Linked DNA regions of Mus musculus: all the other regions are linked to region 2. Evidence: chromatin contacts called from public HiChIP or PLAC-seq and promoter capture Hi-C data. All regions are on one chromosome and are shown on one strand. The core of a region is the stretch at or near the end of the contact, and the rest is flanking DNA. Distances in the headings are between cores, read along the strand shown.

Region 1 (3,054 bases), core at 391-2,890, 160 kb after region 2:
GAACTTGGTACTTTTAGACTGGGAATCCAGACAAATGTTCCTGACAGCTGGGTTACATGACCTTATTCTTTTCAGGCACTGACTGAAGCATTTGAACGGGAACTAAGAAAACATAAAGTTCAAGAGAACGTTGGACTTCGAGGGATAAGGGAGGAGGAGGAAGAGGAAGAGGAAACAGTGGGTAAAAGTCTCCACCTGCGATGAGTGCCAGAGCGGGAGGAGGACAGTCACTGGCTCTTAGGAGAAGGCAGGGCTTCACTTCACGCTATAAGAGGTCCTCCAGCTCAGATACAAGAGGACGAAAGTTTAAGGCCTAAACTTTGGCCATAAAGGTTCTTGCATACTGGTTTGTAAAGAGTTAAAATAGGTTTAGTTGACAAAGAGGAGGCAGGATCCCAAGCGTTGTGTACCTGAGTGTGAGAAACCCAAGTCTTTGCTTTCTGCCTCAGAAGATGGTTCCCAGCTGGGTGTGGTTAGTGCATGACCTTCCTGCCAGCACTTTGGAGGCAGAAGCCAGAAGACATCCGTGGTTTGAGTCCAGCCTTATGTGTATATTGAGTCCCAGGATAATCAGAACTAAATAGACCCTGTCTCAAATAAACAACATGCAGACGCTCCAGCGAAAGCAGGACAGAGGTTCAGGAGGTGTAAACGCATGCTTTGAATTTGTTGAGGTTTTCTTAATATACTTAGAAAAGGTTATAAAGAAAGCAGCCCATACAAATGTCAATAGCATTGTATTTAGGTATGGTACTGTGGTTACTAACGTGGGGAAAGGCTGGTTTGTTGGGGGAGAGAAAACCAAGATTAAGAAGGTGGTTGGTAGTCAGCTGTTCTGTCAGAGTGTTGTCTGAGAGGACTATGTAAAAGCGTTTGTAGACCCCCTTCTCTCCTCTGTTCTTTTCATCCGCCTCTAAGGGGAAGTCATACAGAGAAGTCGTTCCTAAAGGAACTTCCAAACGGAGTCAGGTCCAGAAGACTTACTCCAGAAAAACTGCAGCTCCAAGTCCAAAAGGAGATGGTCGCCTGAAGTCAAGCAAGGCGTCTCCGAGTAAGAGCCTCTGACGTCCTCGATGCCAGCCAGCAGGCAGCCTCTGGGCACAAAGGTCGCATTCCAGAGGCTGCTGAAAACAGACATCCACCAGTTAGCTGTCAAAAGTCCCTTCTTGTGTTACTACTACCATAGGGCTGGACTTCTGTAATCAGAACCAGCTCTTAAATCAGGCACCATCTGTGGACACCCAAAGAACTCAGGGTTCTGCTGCTCCGACAGAAGTCTCTCTCCCGCACTCTAGTTACCTTTTGGTGGTGGTGGTGGTTGCTCCATTTGTCTTTGGAAAGCTGGTAGAAGGCAAGGGATGGATGCTTCAAGCAAGCAGATGGCCCGCTCAGCCCTATATGCTGACAGTTGGTTCTCCTGAGGTAGAGCGAGCCTTGGTACAAGGAAACAAGGTCAGGTGAATGCCAGGCTTCCAACTGTTAACCAGCAGGGACAGTTCTCTCCAGCCATATGCCTGCAAGCCAGCTGAGGTGGCTTCCGTTTTCACTCACAGGAAGCATCTGCCTACAGGCCCCGAGGCTGCTAAGGGGTGTGGATGGACTCCTCAGACTGCAGTGGGAACTTTTCAGCTTTTCAGCCTCAATTGTAGGAATACAGGAGTAGCATACACTCCAGATGGTTCTTTTTAGGGCCAGCACCACAGCCCTGAGATTAGCTTAGTTTAGCAGGCAGGTGGGGATGAGAATTCTTTTAGATTAACAGCATCTCTCATTTCCTCACAGTGAAAGTAAGTGAACACAGTCTGCTATCCCTGATGCTGGAACAGTTTCCATTTCTCTATGTTTCTGACCCAACACTGACCAAAATGTGGAAGCAGCAGATGGCCCAGGTTGAACAACTCAAAAGGGAAGCGCAGAGAGAGAACCGATCCAAGAAGAAACTCCAGGATGAAGTAAGTCCCTGCCTAAGCCTAAGTGCACAGATACACACAGGGAGAGCTTGTCCTCCACTGGACCATTAACCTCCTTGCTTTGTGTTCTCCTTAAAGATAGAAGAAGCCCTGAGAAGGCATGACCTCCTCACTGCTCTTGTCAAGAAAGAATATGACCATAACAAGAGGCTGGTATGTCAAGAACAAACAGAGTAGTGCCCTTTTCCTTATCGGTACCAACTAGGCAGCAGACTCTTGTAACACGTGCCTGTGGGAGTGAGTGGCTATCTCAAGCTTTAACTCAGAACTGATTGGGAAAATATATCCCACACTGCACCAACACAGACCTGAACACACACCCAGCAGTTGGCTGCAGAACTCTTTTTATCCCTGCCACATGGCTGTTTTTCACTTCTTTATAGTAACAAATTAGGGATGGTATTTTCTGAGATGAAAGCCTAAGCTTTCAGATGTAATATGAGTTGCCTGGCTTTCTCTTTGATGAGCAAAAGGCAGAGTTGAAATTTTATCCCATTTCTGTCTCTACCTCCACAGCCCATGTAGGTGCTTAGAGTAGTAGCTTAGTGCTGTTGTCTCCGATCCCAGGCAGAGAGCCAGTTTTGTTATAGTTTGGATTAGAAATCATACTTATCATCCCTAGCTAATATAGTGACCAGATAAGGCAGAGTCAGCCTGCCAAAGATACTTAAAAATCTTCAGTTGGGAATAGAGCTCTGGAAATAGTAATCTTAAATAGTTTCTAAAAAGGCATCTTCAAACTTGCCTGGTCACTGAGTCAAGACCATCTGACGGACCCAGTCGACAGGACACAGGATGGTGGCTCATCAGTGTCAGGGCCCATGTGCTCTGCACAGTGAGACGTCAGTGCCGCTCCACAGACTGTGGGGATGCAGCTGCCATGGTCTTTCCTGCCTGCCCAGCTTACAGCTGGAAGGCGTCATTCATGGTGGGGAGCTGAGGGGATGAGCTGAATGCTCAAGCTGGCCCTCTGCTTGCCTTCTTCCCCCTTCCCTAGCAAGACTTCAGGGACCGAATTCAGAGACAAAGGTTGACCCAATCAAAGATAAAAGAAAATCGTCATCAAAGTGTTCGTGCCCGGAAA
Region 2 (3,000 bases), core at 377-2,876:
GTTTGCCAGCACTGGCAGCTGCTGCCTGCCGTTTCCTCCGCTCTTCCAGGGCAAGGAGCTGGGATCCTCGTGTCTAGCCTTTCTGCAGGCCCCAGACCAAGTCTCTCCCCAGATGCCTCTGTTCTCCCTCTCTTAGGGAAAACGGCACTGGATAATGGGACCAAGCTCACAGACAGGAAGGGCTAGTCCATCAGCAGGGTCTGGGGACTTAAACGTGAAAGTTAACACACTCTCAGTGAGGAGCGGACTTGTTATGCTTTAGTCAGAAGCCAGCTGTCAGCTCTGGATCTGCCCTGCTTCTGCTCAGCTTGTGCTCCCCCCCCATCTCCCCATACCCCCTCCCCCCTCCGTCCCCCAGTAACCCCAAAGACCTTTCTGACTCCACCTCCTTGCCCGGGTCCCTGACTCCTACTTCTAAAGAGTTCTCAGGGTGAGCACTTCCAGTCTATCAGGAACGAGCTGAGTGTTCTCTTAATCCCTGCAGAAATGCAGGTGAGAAGTCACCCAGTTTGCAGATCGTGGAAATGGGGCTGGGAGAGATGACTCCGCAGGCAAGAGTGCACAAGCCTGAAGATGTGCCTGAGTTCTAACCTTGAAGCCCACAGGAGAGGGAGATGGACTCTCAGACATTATCCTGACTGCATCTCTCACACACACACACACACACACACACACACACACACACACACACAGACACCCTTTTTATAAAAATGGTAACTGATGAGAAGACGGAACCTTACATACAGACTAAGCAGCTAGTTAGGATAATTCTGTATATGGTTCTCCCAGGCCTATGTCAAGCTTTGGCTTTGATGAATCCTAGGCTTTGAGTTTCGTGTGTGTGTGTGTGTGTGTGTGTGTGTGTGTGTGTGTGTGTGTGTGTGTGTTGCATTTCAGAGCCAATAAAGTAAATCTCTTAACCGTATCCACTGTTACCAGAGTGCTTGAGGAAAAGATCATTAAAGGAGACAGTGGCTTTTTTGTGATGGCTTGAGTCTGCAGAGTCTCATTTAACCCTTAAGAAAATCCCAGTGGGCAGATGTTACTTCGTCATTTTCACTATCATTATCATCACTATCACCACCATCGCCATCATTATCCGCATCACCACTACCATCACCATTTCTACTTTACAGGCAGTGGTGCTTAGGTTTGAGGAAGTCACCCACAAGAAGATTGTAGAAGTGGGACCCCGTTCTTCAGCAGCAGCCTCAGCCCCACTCCTGAGCAGGTCCTGTGACAACTCATCTCCCTGCTGGTCCTGGGGAGTGGGGAAGGGACCCCATCACTGACACTGTCTTGTTCCCAACCGGTAAGAGTCAGGGGTTCTGCCCACCATCTGGAGACCTTCGCATAGGTCCAGATTCGAGCTCTTTCTTTTAAGCACAGGGTGTTCTCTTCCACGTTATCTGTCTGCGTGGGCCACAAACCCGGTTTATAAACAAGGCAAAAAATGGCAAGAGGAAAAAGTGAAGTCAGCCTGTGCCATTGGAGCAAGTCAAACAATACCAAGCTCGTAGCTGGCTAAGTGGCTGTCTCATTGTCCAGATATTTCCTCAGGCCATTAAACAAGCGAGGAATGATTGCCAGGTTTGATTTCAGGAAGGAAGCCCCTCCCATTTCCCTGCCGAGCAATTCAGTGTTCATTTTCTTCTGACCCACGCTGGCTGGTTATTAGGGAAGCGCTGCATGCTTCTTTCATAAACAAAAGTTATTTGCTTCAAGATTCAAAATTCACTTCTCAACGACTGGGAAGCCCTGAGTTCCTGCCAGATGGTTTTATTATTTTGGAGGTAGGGCTAGCCCAAGTACTGGGAGCACCCTGCGACCAGAGTAGACTTTGGGGGCTGAGGGAAAGCCATTCTGCCACTGGCCTGGAGTTCAGAGCCTTTGTCCAGAGAGCCCCTTTGGGTGGAAGACAAAGTAACTAGGTTGGTTCGGCAAAGTTCCGACGGCTGGCCCGCAGCCCTGCCTTGGGTGGCCACAGATACACACGGCCATGGGAACAGCCAGTGAACTTTTTTTTTTTTTTTTCTTAATCAGGGTCCTACTCTGCCTGTGGAGCAAGCTTGTCATTATTCTCACCTCTTGGGAGACAGTCACTTTTTTTTTTTTTCCTTTTGAGACAAGGTTTCTCTGTGTAACAGAGCCCTGACTGTCCTGGAACTCAGGGCTAAAGGATTGTAGACCAGACTGGCCTTGAACTCACAGAGATCACTTACTGCAGCTAAGCACCACCAAGCCTGGCTTGTGTCACTTCTTAACAGTGAGGACAAAGCCCAGGCCAGGGCTTTTGGAGACGTGACCTCTGTTTCTGCTTCTCAGGGATTCTGGATGCTTTAGCAAGGCAGGCCCCCCATTTCTTCGTCTATGAAACAGGCTCCCTTGCCCCTTCCACACAACAGTGCTCTCAGCAGCCTGGGTGGGTGCAGCTAGGGAAGCTGTTCACCTCATTCCTCTTCGCCTTAAACAGACAGCCTTCATCCCCACAGAGAATGTCAGCGCCTTCCTGTCTGTCCAGAGCATAATGAGCTCTGTTTAGCAAGAATTCAGACCCAGCAAAACAAAGGAAGCCAGGGCCCCACTGAAGGCTACAGAGAAGTCTTGCTGGAAGTTTCTCCCAGACCCAAAAGACCAGTTCAGAGGCCAGTTCCTTATTTTTGAAGATAATAGCTGCCCTGTTAACCCCTGTGCTGCTGGGTGCCCACAGACAGGCTGGGAACCGGAAGGCAGTGGGTTATGAATGGGTTGAACTTAAACCCCTTCCCTCCCTCCCTCCCTCCCTCCTGAGTTTATTGTACATCCTTTTGTGTGTGTGAGTGTGTGTGTGTGTGCGCGCGCGCGTGCGTGCGTGCGTGCACATGCCTGTGTACAAATGTTCCTTTGTGAGTGTGTCTACGTGCATATAGAGGCCAGATGGCAATCTCAGACGTCATTCCTTAAGAACCATTCATCTTTTTCTTTTCCTTTCCTTTCCTTTCCTTTCCTTTCCTTTCCTTT
Region 3 (3,128 bases), core at 264-2,763, 170 kb before region 2:
GAGCAGATACCAGGCAGCAATCAATCAACCCAAGGTGAAGCGCCCAAGTTCAAAACCTGGTCCTAGTTGTGAAAAGTACATCTTTTCTTTTTAATTAGGAGAAGAAGAAGAAAACAAAACAAAAACAAAAAAACAAAAAACACCTAGGGTCTACCATGAAGAAAACGCATATAAATTTCCGTTTGGAAAAAAACAAACCAACTTGAATTTGAAAAAGTAGACCTTCTTTAATACTTCAGTAGTCTCTAAATTCTAATTTGTTATTCTGAGAGCACAGACAATTATTTACCTACAAGGCATAAGAGTTCAAAGAGTTGGCCGCGGCTGGCCCGCGGGTCTCCACACATGTCAGTCTTCCACCAGGACACCTGGTACATGATATGCCATATTAAAGGGAACACGGTACCTTCAAAGAGGTCATTAAATAGAACCAGCACAAGTGTACCATGCCCACATCCTGAAAAGTGCATTTTAAAAAAATTTTAAAGCCCCCAGTTCTTCCAACCAGAAGATGAAAATAGCCATGTCCGCCTACAAAATGTCCTCTTTAGCCAAAGTGTTCAAATCCTGAGTGGATAAAGAGTTAAATAAATATAAACCGATATTCTTCTCAAAAAAAAAAAAAAAAAAAGCGAAGACGTTTCTGACGGCCCCGCACGTGAGACAGCTTTAAGTTTTGCAGTACAACTCTGGCCCACACACCGGGTCTTTAAAAGGATCCAATGCCCACAGCTTAACTTGTTTAATGACACCTTCACTGTCTAGCAAAATTACTAGTAGGAAGCCCCCTGCCTCCGAATACAAAGAAACCTTCGGGTCAGGTAGGCAGAAACCAGCGGCGGCTGGCTAAAAACGCCGTGCCCATTCCCGGCTTCAAACGCTTTCCAAAGTCTCATTTAAAAACAAAACAAAACAAAAAACTTTCGAGTAAAGACTCAAAACTCCAGTCCACCACCCGCTTCCCCCGGCTTCGGGTGTCCATCCGCGGCCACGGCGGCAGTGCGGGCGCCCACCTGTGGAGACCGCGGGGCAGGTGGGCAGCGCGCCCAGGGCCCGGCCTTTGGGAGACAGCTCCGAGTCGCGCGCGTCCCGGGCCGTGGAGCCGCTCGCGGTCTGCCTCGGCCGCGCTGGCCCCGGAGGCGCCTCCGGAGGCGGACGCCAGTGTGTGGCCGGCCGACGCAGCTCCCACCGCCAAGCCTCCCGCAGCTGCCTCAGCCCAGGCGCCGGGCCTCCCGCCGCTGCGGCCCGGCTCGGACGCCAGCCCCCGCCACCGCGCGACTCTCCTCTGGCCGCGAGCCGGCCCGTCCCCGCACCGCACTCCCCTGGTTACTCACCCCGGGGCCGGGCGGCGGTAGCAGCAGCGCCAGCAGGAGCAACAGCCACCGGGCCGGCATGGCAGGACGTGGCCCTGACTCCGGGCCCCGCCGGCCGGTTCTGGAGCCCGCGCGAACAGAGGGCTGGACGGGGGCGCCGCAACGACAGCGCGGCACCGGCGGAGGATCGGTGGACACGGAGCTGACTGGGCGGCGGCGACACCCCCATTCCCAGCCCTATAAGTGCCTTGTGTCCCGGCTTCTTCCGGTCGGGGCGGGCTTTAGGGCGGTCCCGGGGGCGGGGGCTGTGAGAGGCGGAGTCACTGCCTGGATGGGGAGGAGCCTATGTTGTTTTGTGGGCGTGGTAAGAGTGGGAGGGTGGGGTTAGAGGCCAACGCGGTGCTAGCTTCTAGCTGCCTCCTATCCTGGGCGCTAGAAGCCGAAGACCAACTCTTGGCTTTGGGTATTTGTGGACGCTGTGCTTCTGAATGAAGAAGCTTGTTCGCAAGCCAAGGGAAAATGACATGTTGCCCCACAGGAAGTCCCACTCGCCCGATGAAGAACCCGAGGCGCCAGGCTTGCCCACAACCCTCCGTCTCCCTGCTGCCGGCCACCACTTACAAGGGTTGTCTAAGCGACCTCTAGAGCAGAGCAAGGGTTTCAGCAGCTGGCGGAAATTCGACCCTGAGACGCAGCCTTAGAGTTCACTGACGAGGGTCCTCCAGCTGTGCCTCATCCAGCCCGAAGGCCCCTTTCTTCCCTAGCCTTGCCCCTCAGGAATTCCCCGAAAGTCATGTCCAGCAGCCATCCGTTCCTCTCGGGATGAACAACAGCCAACTCATTCACCAAAAATTATAAGGAAATCATGCGGGCCTCTCGTGTCACATGTGTTTATGTGACCTTTGTAGATGTGGCCTGGTGAAGCTTGAGAGGACATGTGTCACAACTCTTTGGAGGTGGGCTGAGGACTCCAAGGTCTATTTAAGGGTGTGGATTATTAATCAGAACTAATGAGCCCAATAAGTTGTTTGGTCACTGGGTCCCAAGCTGCCCTCCTCTGAGTTGGAAGAGGGAGAACTTGTTTATAATAGGAAAGACAAAACATTCAGTGCTCAAGGAAAAAGTAGCTTATTATTCTAGTAGAAAAAGGGAGTTGCTGGGAGTGTAGTTCTGTTGGTACAGCACTTGCATAGTCTGCGAGAGAGGTACTGGGCTACATCTCCAGCCCTCCCAATATTGGATGTGTTGCCTCACACCTGAAATCCCAGCACCCTGGGGGTGGAGACAGGATCCGAAGTTCTAAGTAATCCTTGGCTACCTAGTGAGTTTGAAGCCAACCCAGATTATGTGGGGCCACGGGAGAACCGGAGCAAATTCTCTGTTTCCCCTGGCTTGCTCCTTTGACAGCCCGTTGGAATTTTCAGGTTTTTGAAGAGAAAAGGTTATCCTAGGGGGGGAAAAAACCGCAAAGAGGTAGTATATGATAGGTAGGGATTAGGGGTGTGTTGGGCTAAGGGCCCAGTCAGTATGTGCTTTGGGTCAACTCTATCCAATGGTAACAGACAGAACTGTCCCTAGGAAGACCAATCCTATTCCTGCCTCTACCCCCACAACCTGGAACAGCTCCCACCATGCTGCAGAAGCCAGCACCAGCTTGGGAAGGGAATTTTGGGCAAGTTTGAAAGCAGCAGACACAATTTGAAGTGTTACCCACAAGTCTCAAGGCAAATAAGTTTGGGATTTGCAGAGAGAATGGGGAAGACTAGAAGCTCCGACACTCCTGAGCATGCTCCCCCCCCCCCCCCCCCGCCCGGA

Evidence for each region. HiChIP or PLAC-seq counts read pairs in DNA pulled down with a chosen protein or histone mark. Capture Hi-C pulls out chosen DNA fragments and counts their contacts.
Region 1: a promoter capture Hi-C map of adipose tissue shows a contact between it and region 2. The contact joins two enhancer-like sites. A contact is called at or near these places in 2 of 39 promoter capture datasets (both in the C10 cell line), 1 of 115 datasets of contacts at active chromatin or transcription factors (large pre-B cells) and 3 of 9 other capture datasets (adipose tissue, liver and pancreatic islet).
Region 3: a FOXA1 HiChIP or PLAC-seq map of pancreatic cancer cells shows a contact between it and region 2. The contact joins the promoter of Ern1 here to the enhancer-like site in region 2. A contact is called at or near these places in 3 of 39 promoter capture datasets (the C10 cell line, cranial neural crest and neural stem cells), 1 of 484 Hi-C or Micro-C datasets (bone marrow-derived macrophages), 2 of 115 datasets of contacts at active chromatin or transcription factors (fetal liver and pancreatic cancer cells) and 1 of 9 other capture datasets (adipose tissue).

The regions. Positions count from the first base shown.
Region 1 is chr11:106,813,686-106,816,739 of GRCm38.p6, forward strand. Cep95 (centrosomal protein 95) reads left to right here. Exons shown (of 20, transcript NM_177088.3): 13 at 76-177; 14 at 919-1,051; 15 at 1,783-1,952; 16 at 2,049-2,123; 17 at 2,968-3,054. Among named protein-coding and RNA genes, the nearest start is that of Cep95, 26 kb to the left of the region's middle. Within about 2 kb of position 1,641, at least 19 of the 459 cell types and tissues checked have an H3K27ac peak or open chromatin away from gene starts, as enhancers often do. A contact at or near this core is called in adipose tissue, where this site is marked.
Region 2 is chr11:106,658,210-106,661,209 of GRCm38.p6, forward strand. All of the region lies in intron 15 of Pecam1 (platelet/endothelial cell adhesion molecule 1), which reads right to left. Among named protein-coding and RNA genes, the nearest start is that of Tex2, 47 kb to the left of the region's middle. Within about 2 kb of position 1,627, at least 242 of the 459 cell types and tissues checked have an H3K27ac peak or open chromatin away from gene starts, as enhancers often do. A contact at or near this core is called in adipose tissue, bone marrow-derived macrophages, neural stem cells and 1 more, where this site is marked.
Region 3 is chr11:106,486,283-106,489,410 of GRCm38.p6, forward strand. Ern1 (endoplasmic reticulum (ER) to nucleus signalling 1) reads right to left here and starts at 1,514. Exons shown (of 22, transcript NM_023913.2): 1 at 1,335-1,514. The coding sequence starts at 1,394.